Regions from separate parts of the Zea mays genome. Here regions 1 and 2 are each linked to region 3. Evidence: chromatin contacts called from public Hi-C data. All regions are on one chromosome and are shown on one strand. Each heading gives the region's core, a stretch centred on a gene start, on an enhancer-like site or on the middle of the called end of the contact. The rest is flanking DNA. Distances are from core to core; before and after follow the strand shown. Region 1 holds the start of LOC100273888 (Pentatricopeptide (PPR) repeat-containing protein-like). Region 2 holds the start of LOC103636520 (zinc finger protein ZAT4). Region 3 holds the start of LOC100285216.

What was found. A called contact is a pair of places that touch in the nucleus more often than the background predicts.
Region 1: a Hi-C map of leaf shows a contact between it and region 3, with 6 times the contacts expected there. The contact joins the promoter of LOC100273888 here to the promoter of LOC100285216 in region 3. A contact is called at or near these places in 2 of 25 Hi-C or Micro-C datasets (ear and leaf).
Region 2: a Hi-C map of leaf shows a contact between it and region 3, with 6 times the contacts expected there. The contact joins the promoter of LOC103636520 here to the promoter of LOC100285216 in region 3. A contact is called at or near these places in 2 of 25 Hi-C or Micro-C datasets (ear and leaf).

Annotation. Positions count from the first base shown.
Region 1 is chr1:75,731,782-75,734,781 of Zm-B73-REFERENCE-NAM-5.0, forward strand. LOC100273888 (Pentatricopeptide (PPR) repeat-containing protein-like) reads left to right here and starts at 1,646. Exons shown (of 4, transcript NM_001360483.1): 1 at 1,646-1,830.
Region 2 is chr1:75,130,187-75,133,144 of Zm-B73-REFERENCE-NAM-5.0, forward strand. LOC103636520 (zinc finger protein ZAT4) reads right to left here and starts at 1,504. Exons shown (of 1, transcript XM_008658867.2): 1 at 1-1,504. The coding sequence starts at 1,161. The coding sequence ends at 121.
Region 3 is chr1:75,392,165-75,395,345 of Zm-B73-REFERENCE-NAM-5.0, forward strand. It overlaps LOC100285216, which reads right to left and starts at 1,930. Exons shown (of 3, transcript NM_001158110.1): 1 at 1,768-1,930; 2 at 341-1,177. The coding sequence starts at 1,109. The coding sequence ends at 357.

The DNA.
Region 1 (3,000 bases), core at 396-2,895, 340 kb after region 3:
CTCATGACTTTCGCATGATTAACTTATGAAATTAAACTTAACTTGCCATATACATCGCATTGTGATTTTATTTTTATTTTTGATCTATTATTACTCTGGTTTGGTATATAATTACATTTAGTAACTGCTAATAAAATTTGATCAACTTATTAAAAGCAATACCCAGCTTTAACCATTATCTGTTGATCAGCCTTACACTTCACCTGAGCTCCCACCTTTGATGAGTTCATGCACATTATTTCCCACAACTTGTTGAGCTATGATCTTTTGTGAGCTCACCCTTGCGATATATAGACCCCCACAGGTGAAGAGCAGATAGCTCAGGAGGAGGTCTACTACAAGGAGTACGAGCTAGTCTACATGACGTCTCCCAGTCAGCTTTATGACGCCAAGGAATAATTATTAGTTCGCTTTATTGTTATCATTTATTTTTGTAAGACACTTCTGCAATGTAATAATTTTTGTGACATCTATCTCTATACACTTGGTCATTATATGTGATGTTCTTATTGGACGCATATATGAGACGCACCCATGTTTATCTCTTAAATCTGGGTGTGACACTACACGACCACTGACCACTAGAGATAGCAACGAGGAATTTTCTGTCGGACAATAGCTCCCCATCCCCATCCTCGTGAAGAAAAAAAATTTCCCGCGGGGATTCCCACAAACGCTCGTGGAGGATATTTCTTTCCCATCCCTATTCCCTGCGGGGATAAATCTCCGACGGAGATCCCGTCTCCACTTAAATTATAATTAGAACATATGTACTTTGTTATTAATATAAAATATTATCACTTATACATATTGTCATATATATATAATATTATATGTACATCAAAATGAGCATATTTATAACAATAAATGGTCTCTTGAAAATATAATTATTTATTTTTATCATTAACTAGTACAAAAAAACAATATTACGTCTAATAGCTTGTTTGGGTAATATCAGATTAGAGTGGATGAAGGTGGTATGTGGTGTATTTAAGTGTAATATAAACTAATTTTTCTTTCAATTCTCTTCAATACACCTCAATACACTTCAATCCCTCTATACCCAAATAAAGCGTAAAGACTTGTTCGATTAGGGGTGGATTGAGGGGGATTGAGGCCTTGTTCGTTTTTGTCGGATTGGTGGGTCGGAACGATTCCTAACCGGATTGTTTTTCTAATTTATATAAACTTTGTTTAGGACTTGTTCGTTTGTGTCGGATTGGTGGGTCGGAACGATTTCTAACCGGATTGCTTCTCTAATTTATATAAACTTTGATTAGCTGGAACTATTTCGGGTGCAATCCGATAGAAACGAACAAGACTTTAGGCCTTGTTCGTTTGTGTCGGATTGGTGGGTCGGAACGATTCCGAACCGGATTGCTTCTCTAATTTATATAAACTTTGATTAGCCGGAACGATTCCGGGTGCAATCCGATGTAAACGAACAAGGCCTTAAGTGGAACGATATTCCAAATGCAATCGGACACAAACGAACAGGGCCTGAAGGAGATTCAATCTCCTTCTATACAAATTTAAATAGGAACTTTCTTAAACTCTTTTAAACCGAACAAGCCCTAACGGATCGCTGCGGGGATGGGGATGGAGAATTCCCGTTTATCCGTTCAGGAAATAATTTTGTCTGTTTAAATCCCATGAGAAAAAAAAAACTCATCCCCGTGGATCCGGGCCCATTGCCATCTCTGCCGACCACACCGGCACACCCCCGCAACCACTGTTCCCGCCGATTCGTTTCGTCCCACCGCGCCAAACTGCGACGACGGCGGTCGCAGAGTTGCCTTCCCTCCAACCGTACCGCCGCCGCCGCCGCTGGTGAGTCCCGAAGATGAGATCTCTCCCGTTCCTGTGATTCGAGCGCTTCCCCTTACAGCCGTTGCGCCCCTGCTCCGCTTTGCTTCAGACGAGCATATTGGGCCGAGCGCCTCCCCGGCCAGCAGCGGCACCGTCGCCGGTTCCAAGTCCGGGGTCGACGCGCTGTGGGGCTTGCTGAAACTGGTACACGTTCTGCCTACATCCACCCGTCTCTCTCTCCTTGCTGATTGAGACGGTAACACAATTAACGGTTCAGTTTAGGTTTAGGGGCGGCGATGTGTGTGCTTCCTAACCTGGAAGCAAACCTTATGAATTATATATGATCATCCTTGTGTCATTTCCTTCTTAACTTCCATGCGTGCATGCCTCATTGCCTCCTCTGATTTGATAAAGTAACCAGGCTTTATTTATTGAATTTTGGACACGAGAAGGCTGAACTGAGCAGAAGATAATTTGCTTTAACGACAATCAATGATGAACATTTCACTTTGTTGCCAGCAGTCAAGAGCCTCCCCTCTAGTTTAGGATTATGATAAGCCAATTCACCATAGCTGGGTTGGCCATTCTGAATTATGTTTTTCTCGCTGCCAACACAGTAGCTAACCACCTTTCTAGACATATATCTTTTAGGACTAACTAGATTCATTGTATAACACAAAAATTGGGCTAATATATCCTACCTGGCTAGCTAGCCTGGTTACTTTAACCCTGAATACAGCCTAAACCTATTGCTAGTGTTCCCAGTTTGTATCCCCCTGTAGCTCGGTACCTGGGCTGTAGTGCTCAAGGTCAACTGTCCAAGCTTCTCTCCTTTGCCATCCCAACGAGATCATATCTGAATCCCATCAGAGGTCATTATCTTAACTTCCCAACGGTGTAGGTTGAACCCTAAGCTCTACCTCAGTAAACTGAGGGAAGAAAAACCACCACTGTGGCACTGCCCCAACTCAACATTCTTTCTTATCACCGTGATTGGCCTGCCAAGCAGTGGCAGACCCAACACAAAATTTAAGGTATCAGATATATGCCCATGTTTCCTTATCATGCATATATTTCTGATTGAATGGAACCAATTTCATATCTTAAAGCATGTCCTTGGGTCAGCAGGGGGGAAGGGGGTGCTGCCGAGAAGGGGCTAGGGCATAGGGAAGGAGCATGAGAAGGGGCCGC
Region 2 (2,958 bases), core at 254-2,753, 260 kb before region 3:
CTAGATCACTCGTAACTTGAAGCTCCGAAGAATCGATTGAACCTGAATCTATAGTTCACACTAGTATGTAGGTACCACATCCATACTTCGTCTGAAAATCAAGACTTAAGTAGCCAAATTTCAATCCTCAACTCCTGGAGCTGGCAGATTGAGATCAAGAAACTCATCAGAGATCAGTGGTTGCTCATCGTCACCAACGTCATCGTCATCGACAGAATGTACGTGCTCATAGAGCTCACCGGCGATCGAGTGTGACCGCTTGTGTCCACCGAGCGACTGTCCCGAGCTAAACACCCTAAAGCAGATGCGACACTCGAATTTAATCGTCCTATTATTACTAACCATGGAGGTAGTGTTGGTCTCGACGCTGGGCTTGGGCTCCGGTTGGTAGTCAAGGATAGGTTTGGCGATGCTACAGTTACTATTGATCCGCTTGTAGCTAGCGCGGTGACCGCCGAGTGCTTGGTACGACCGGAACGTCCTCCCGCATACAGGGCACTCGTACCGGCCCCGCTTCTCGTCACCAACGTCGCTGTGATGGAGCTTCCTCTTGTTGATTTTGGTGCCGTCGTTGGAGTCGGCGTCATGGTGGTGGTACTCGTACTGATAATCTCGCCTCGTGCTGTCCTCTCCCGGCGAGTACTTGGCGCCCACGGCCGTGGAGCAACCGCGACGGTCCACGATGTCGCACGACAGCATGATGAGGGAGAGTGCGACATCCTCCGGCTCCTTGTCGAAGGCAGTCGGCGGCGGCGTGCGAGCCGGCACACGCATAGAGCGCCTACGCCTCGGCGGCGGCATCAAGCCCTCCTGCTTCCAATCACGCTCCAGTTCCATCGCTTTGCCACCGCCTCGCGCGCGGCGGTAATCGACGTTCGACTCACACGGTGAAAACACGTCACCGCGGCCACCGCAGTCGCTGAGGCTCGAGAGGCGCCGTGTCTTCTTCGGCTTGTCCCTCAGCCCGTGACCTCCTGCTCCCGGAGCCGTCGCGCAATCAAGGCCTTGCCGCTGTTGGTGCTCCTCCTCGTCGTCCAGCTCGTCGGCCAGGGAATGCGAACGCATGTGGCCGCCGAGCGAGCGGCCGCAGGGGAAGCCCTTCCGGCACACCTTGCAGCTGTGCCGAGTGGCGCTGCTAGCAAGCACAGCCACATCCCACATCCCCCATGGTATGCGTCGTTGATGATGTTTCGATCAAGGTAAGGAACTAGAGCAGATTATTATTTGATCGCATCAGCGGCGGATCAAGATCGATCAGCCAAGAAAGCTAGCTGCAAGTAGGCAAGAATGGAAGTGGGTGGAAGGGGAGAAGAGGTCAAGTGAAGAAGAAAGGAGATGGAGGCGGCCGGGATCCATGCGGCTGATCGAGCGTGCTTGCGAGAGGAAGCTGCTGTGTGTGACGAGCAGCTAAAGTAGCAGATGGGACGAGGGAGGAGGAGGTCATGCTGCATACGCGCGGTTCGTTGGGCAGGAGAAATCTCAGCACAGCATGCAACCAAGCAAGCAAAATTAGCAAACGGACAGGAGAGAGAAAACGAATCACCCTGTGATGTGCTGCTGTGGAGCCGGCAAAATGCAACGCAACGCAAGCCACGGATGGAACGAGTGAGTGCCGTTACTGCCGTGTCTGGCCGGGCCGCCAACTGGGCTTCTTTGCCACCGGCGGGCCGATTTTCCAATGAGCCCACTCTGTCATCGTCATGGTTGCCGTCATCTCTTAAGTCTAGTTTGGAAACACAATTTTTCCAATAGATTTCTATTTTCCTAAGAAAAATAAACTAATTTTTTTTGAGAAAATGAAAATCTCTTAGAAAAATAGGGTTTCCAAACTAGCCATTATTTTCGAATCCAGCCGTAGGATTTCACTGGACCACATCCGTTCAGTTGTAGTTTCATCATCCTACGGTTGGATCGCAACCATGACTATACCCAGCAGACCATGTATATGTGTAAAACAATATTTAGACGGTATAATTTGAAATATAAAGTGAGATAACTAAGGCTGTCTCCAGCAGCGTTCGCTAAATTGCATGCTCTAAAAAATATACTCTATACTTTACAACACTTCCTAAAAGATTTCGTCTTTATATCTTGTTTATATCCAACAACGTACTCTAAATTTGGTCATCTATATCTATAGTGTTACCTGAATTTGTATTTTCCATTATTTTTTGCCTATCAAAAAACAATCTGTAGCAACGTAATTGTTTTCTTAAGTACAACAAGGACGCAAACACAGGTACCATACATTACATCACATACATTACTAATCATTTTTTTAATACGGCAAGGACAAAAACACGGACGGTGCTCTAGGCACGAGGACACAACTGCCCTGTATATCGAACGTTGCTCGTTCACTAGATTTAGAGGATTCTCAACGACCACTACATTTTATAGCCCCTTTACCGTTCCTTGCTGGCGGCCTTGCCCACTGCTGCATATGCTAAGTTTAGTGTACATGATGCTTTATAAGCCTTTGTTAGAGACATCCTAAGACTGTTGGAGGTAGTATGTGGCTCACAAAGCTGTGGCCACAAACATCTTTGGCCATTCTTCTCTCCACTTCCTTTCCCCCCGAAGATACGATTGTGGCCTTTTGATGCACTGCCACCTGGCCACCATGGCCTCATGTCATCTTGGTCGATTACATACATACATATACACACACATTTTTTTTTGAAAAATCACGTTTAGATCTCTAAAGAAACTAATAGTAGGATAATTGTCATGGCCTATGGAGCCGAGATTACACATCCCAACATCATATGTAATAGCATTGAGGCATCAAACTATTATTGATGTGGAGGTTACGGTGACCATGACATGATGGAACCTCGACGTAGATCTATAACGCCGAACTCGACACCATAGCTCGATGGCATAGATCTTAACATCGAGGTTACTATATTGTTTGTCGTCGTCCTCTTCTCTGTCGTTTCTCTTTCTCCTATGCTC
Region 3 (3,181 bases), core at 680-3,179:
AATGTGTTTGATAACATAAGAAAAAATCAACATCAAATTTTATACATATCTATTTTAAAATATTAAATTTGTTCTAATAGTTTGGATTACCACTTTCATCCGAGAGAACAACATATCTTAAATGTACACAGCAACCCAAAAAACAAAACATGAACAAAAATCTCAGAAATTACTGAAGTTTATAAAAAAAAGGCTTTTTAGGTTCTAGCAGCTAGCTATCAAAATTAACTAAAACTGACACCAAGTGGGAACAAATTACAATGACTGGCCATAGACTAAACAACTGAAAAAAAAGAAACATGAACATGTTAAAGAAAAGAAAGCATAAGTATGCAAATACCTAAATCAAGTCTTGATCACTCTTCCTTTGTGCCCTCAGAATCAGAGATGGGTATCAGAGTGCATGAACCAAGGATGTGCCCATTAAGGCATACATAGTACTCAACAGAACCATCTTCCGCACCCAATCTCACGGCGGCACTACTTGGTATCATATTTGGTTGCATCAAGTCCCATAGCTTTGTCTTACAATAAGGACACATCTTATTCAAATGGAAGTTTGCCTGCCTCTCAATCAACATTTTCTTCATCTTCGACGCAGCAAACGACTTGAAGATACCCCGGAAGAGGCCCAAGTCACCTTCCTCGCCCTGGTCAAGATGTTCACAGGACTCTGAGACATACAACGCATCAGACCTGCACTGTGGCGCCAGTAAGCTCTTCCCCAATGTCCTAGAAAAACGGGTTCTGTAGACAAAGTGCCCCGGGACTGGGTCATGGATATTACTGAACAGGTCTCCACTAGGGCACCCTGCGCAATAGATAAGAAGCTTCCCTAGGGCCTTCCAGTTGCCATCAACGATATGACTTCCGTCAGAGTGCAAATCCTTCATCATCTTTGGTGCCCTGGCATGGCAGAATTCCTTCCAGAGCACCCTCTTGGCAAATTCATCGAACCACTTACATACACTTGATAAGATAGCAATCATCTTCGGGTTCCAGTTCATGTGTTTAAACACGAGATACATTGCATCCTCCCTGACATGGCCCTTGAGGCAAGCACAGCTCACGGAGTGCGTACATCGGTACCGCTTCACCACCAATGCCATTTCAGTTTCAGTCGATCAGGTCAACCGTGCCCAACCCTATATAGCCCTTCAAGGCTTCAATCTTGCTCCTGCAGCAGATCAGTACCACGTTTGAGATGTTATGTATAATTTCTTTAAAAAAAACTCGACCCCTAGGGGATTGGTATCACGAAGGCAGAAAGCCAGAAATTTCATCGACTGCAGGTCGGGAATAGGCCCTGAAAACTGGCTGCACAGGACGCTCTTGCAGCACGTATACCTCAGTAGACAGTTACACAGCGAGGGACCTTTTTCGTGCACGCCAGGATTTGGACCCTGGTCGGCAGCCTCCCAACCACAGGACCTACCATAGCGCTATTTATCATGGATGCTATTTATCATGGATTAATCAAACATCGAAACTAACAATCAGAAGATAATTAAACTAGCAAGTCAACTAGTGTACCAAAATACCAGTTTCGATATGTTTCAGCTACACTGCTGCTCGCAGGGGCGGACCCAGCCCCAGCGTATGACATGGTGCGCACATATACACCCGATAATTTATTTTGTAGTTTTTTTGCAGAAGAAATTGAAGTGTATATACATGTAATTGTGTCAGATCCGAATAGGAATAGCATACATTAGAGGTAGTGAGTGGGTTTCGAACAGCAGGAAGGAAGAGAAGGGGCGAGCATACCTGGTGGGCGCTAGTCCCCAGCGCGAAAGGGCCGAAATCCAAAGAAGACGCGGCGCCAATCACAGGCGAAGGGACCGACGAAGAACTGGCAGGGCGACGGCGCTCGTCCGCCCAGGCGTTGCCGCCAGGGAAGGAAGGCTGAGAGCGAGCGAGAGAGAGAGATGAACCGGACGGACGGGGTACGAAGGACAAGGAAAGATGAACGGAACAGGCGGAAAAAAATTTTTTTGGCTAAAGTGGAGGAAAATAGACCAGCTACTTGCATATTTAGGGCTAGTTTAGAAACTCTATTTTTTATAAATTAATTTTTCTTAGAAAAATAAAAATCTCTTAAAAAATAGGTTCCTAAACTAGTTTTTTGGTTTTATTTGGTACTCTAATAACCATTCTAATTCATATATATTAAAATAGGTTAGACTGTAAATTAGTTTAATTTATATCTAATATACCTTAATACATGTAGTCATGTAGATTTAGATGAATACTAAAGTATCAAACAAGACCTTAAAGTGTTAACCTTGTACATGTGAAATCCTTACGAAAATCAGTTTACTTTTATAAAAAAAAATAATATAGAAACATAAAAAGTTCTACGCTTCAACCATATCCTTAAGCTGTTTGGACGACGTTTAGACAAATATCGTATAAAGATATCATTTATAATCAAAGATATATAAAAATGTGGTTTATGAGGGGAAAAGCCGAAAAGGCTTAAGATGAGAGTTTCTAAGGTTCAATTTAGCAAAGCTCCATCCCCAGCCATTTCACAATCCGCAGATCTCTACCGAACATTTAAAATATAATTAGATTCTGGTAGAGAACTAAGAAGAATCACTTCTCTATTTATACTAAGTTGGAAGCTTGTGGCTCACGCCGGATAGCTTTGTCAAACCATCTAAAACTTCGAAAAGATCGTTATAAAATCATAGTTTTAAACGAGGAGGTTTATTGTATCTAACCACCTAGCAGATTTTGAAACCCAAAATATCTTAATAAAACATAGTATATTTATTCAATACTCTTAGAATACTTTGCATCCAAATGCTATGACGATCTTCTAAAACCAGTTTGAGACATCTTGAGGAAGCAAGAAACACATTTATTTCTCATGTTTTGTGCTACGTCCAGCCCTTGAAATGTATCATTTGGCATACGCAAGCATCGTTTGCGTAGATAAGCTACAACCGTCAAACGTAAAGATTTGGACATATATAAAAGCTATTAATTCCTTGTGTTTTGTGGTATACATGGTGCCTCACACGCATCCAATGTGAACGTTCAACGAACGCAAACATCACTTTCGATGTAAGGACTTGTTTGGTTTGACATCACGCAAACTTTCATGCTAGACAATATTCTTAGGCAATAGGTTTTAGTTGCCCAAGGTTAGATTTGTTGCCTAGTGAAAGTAGTC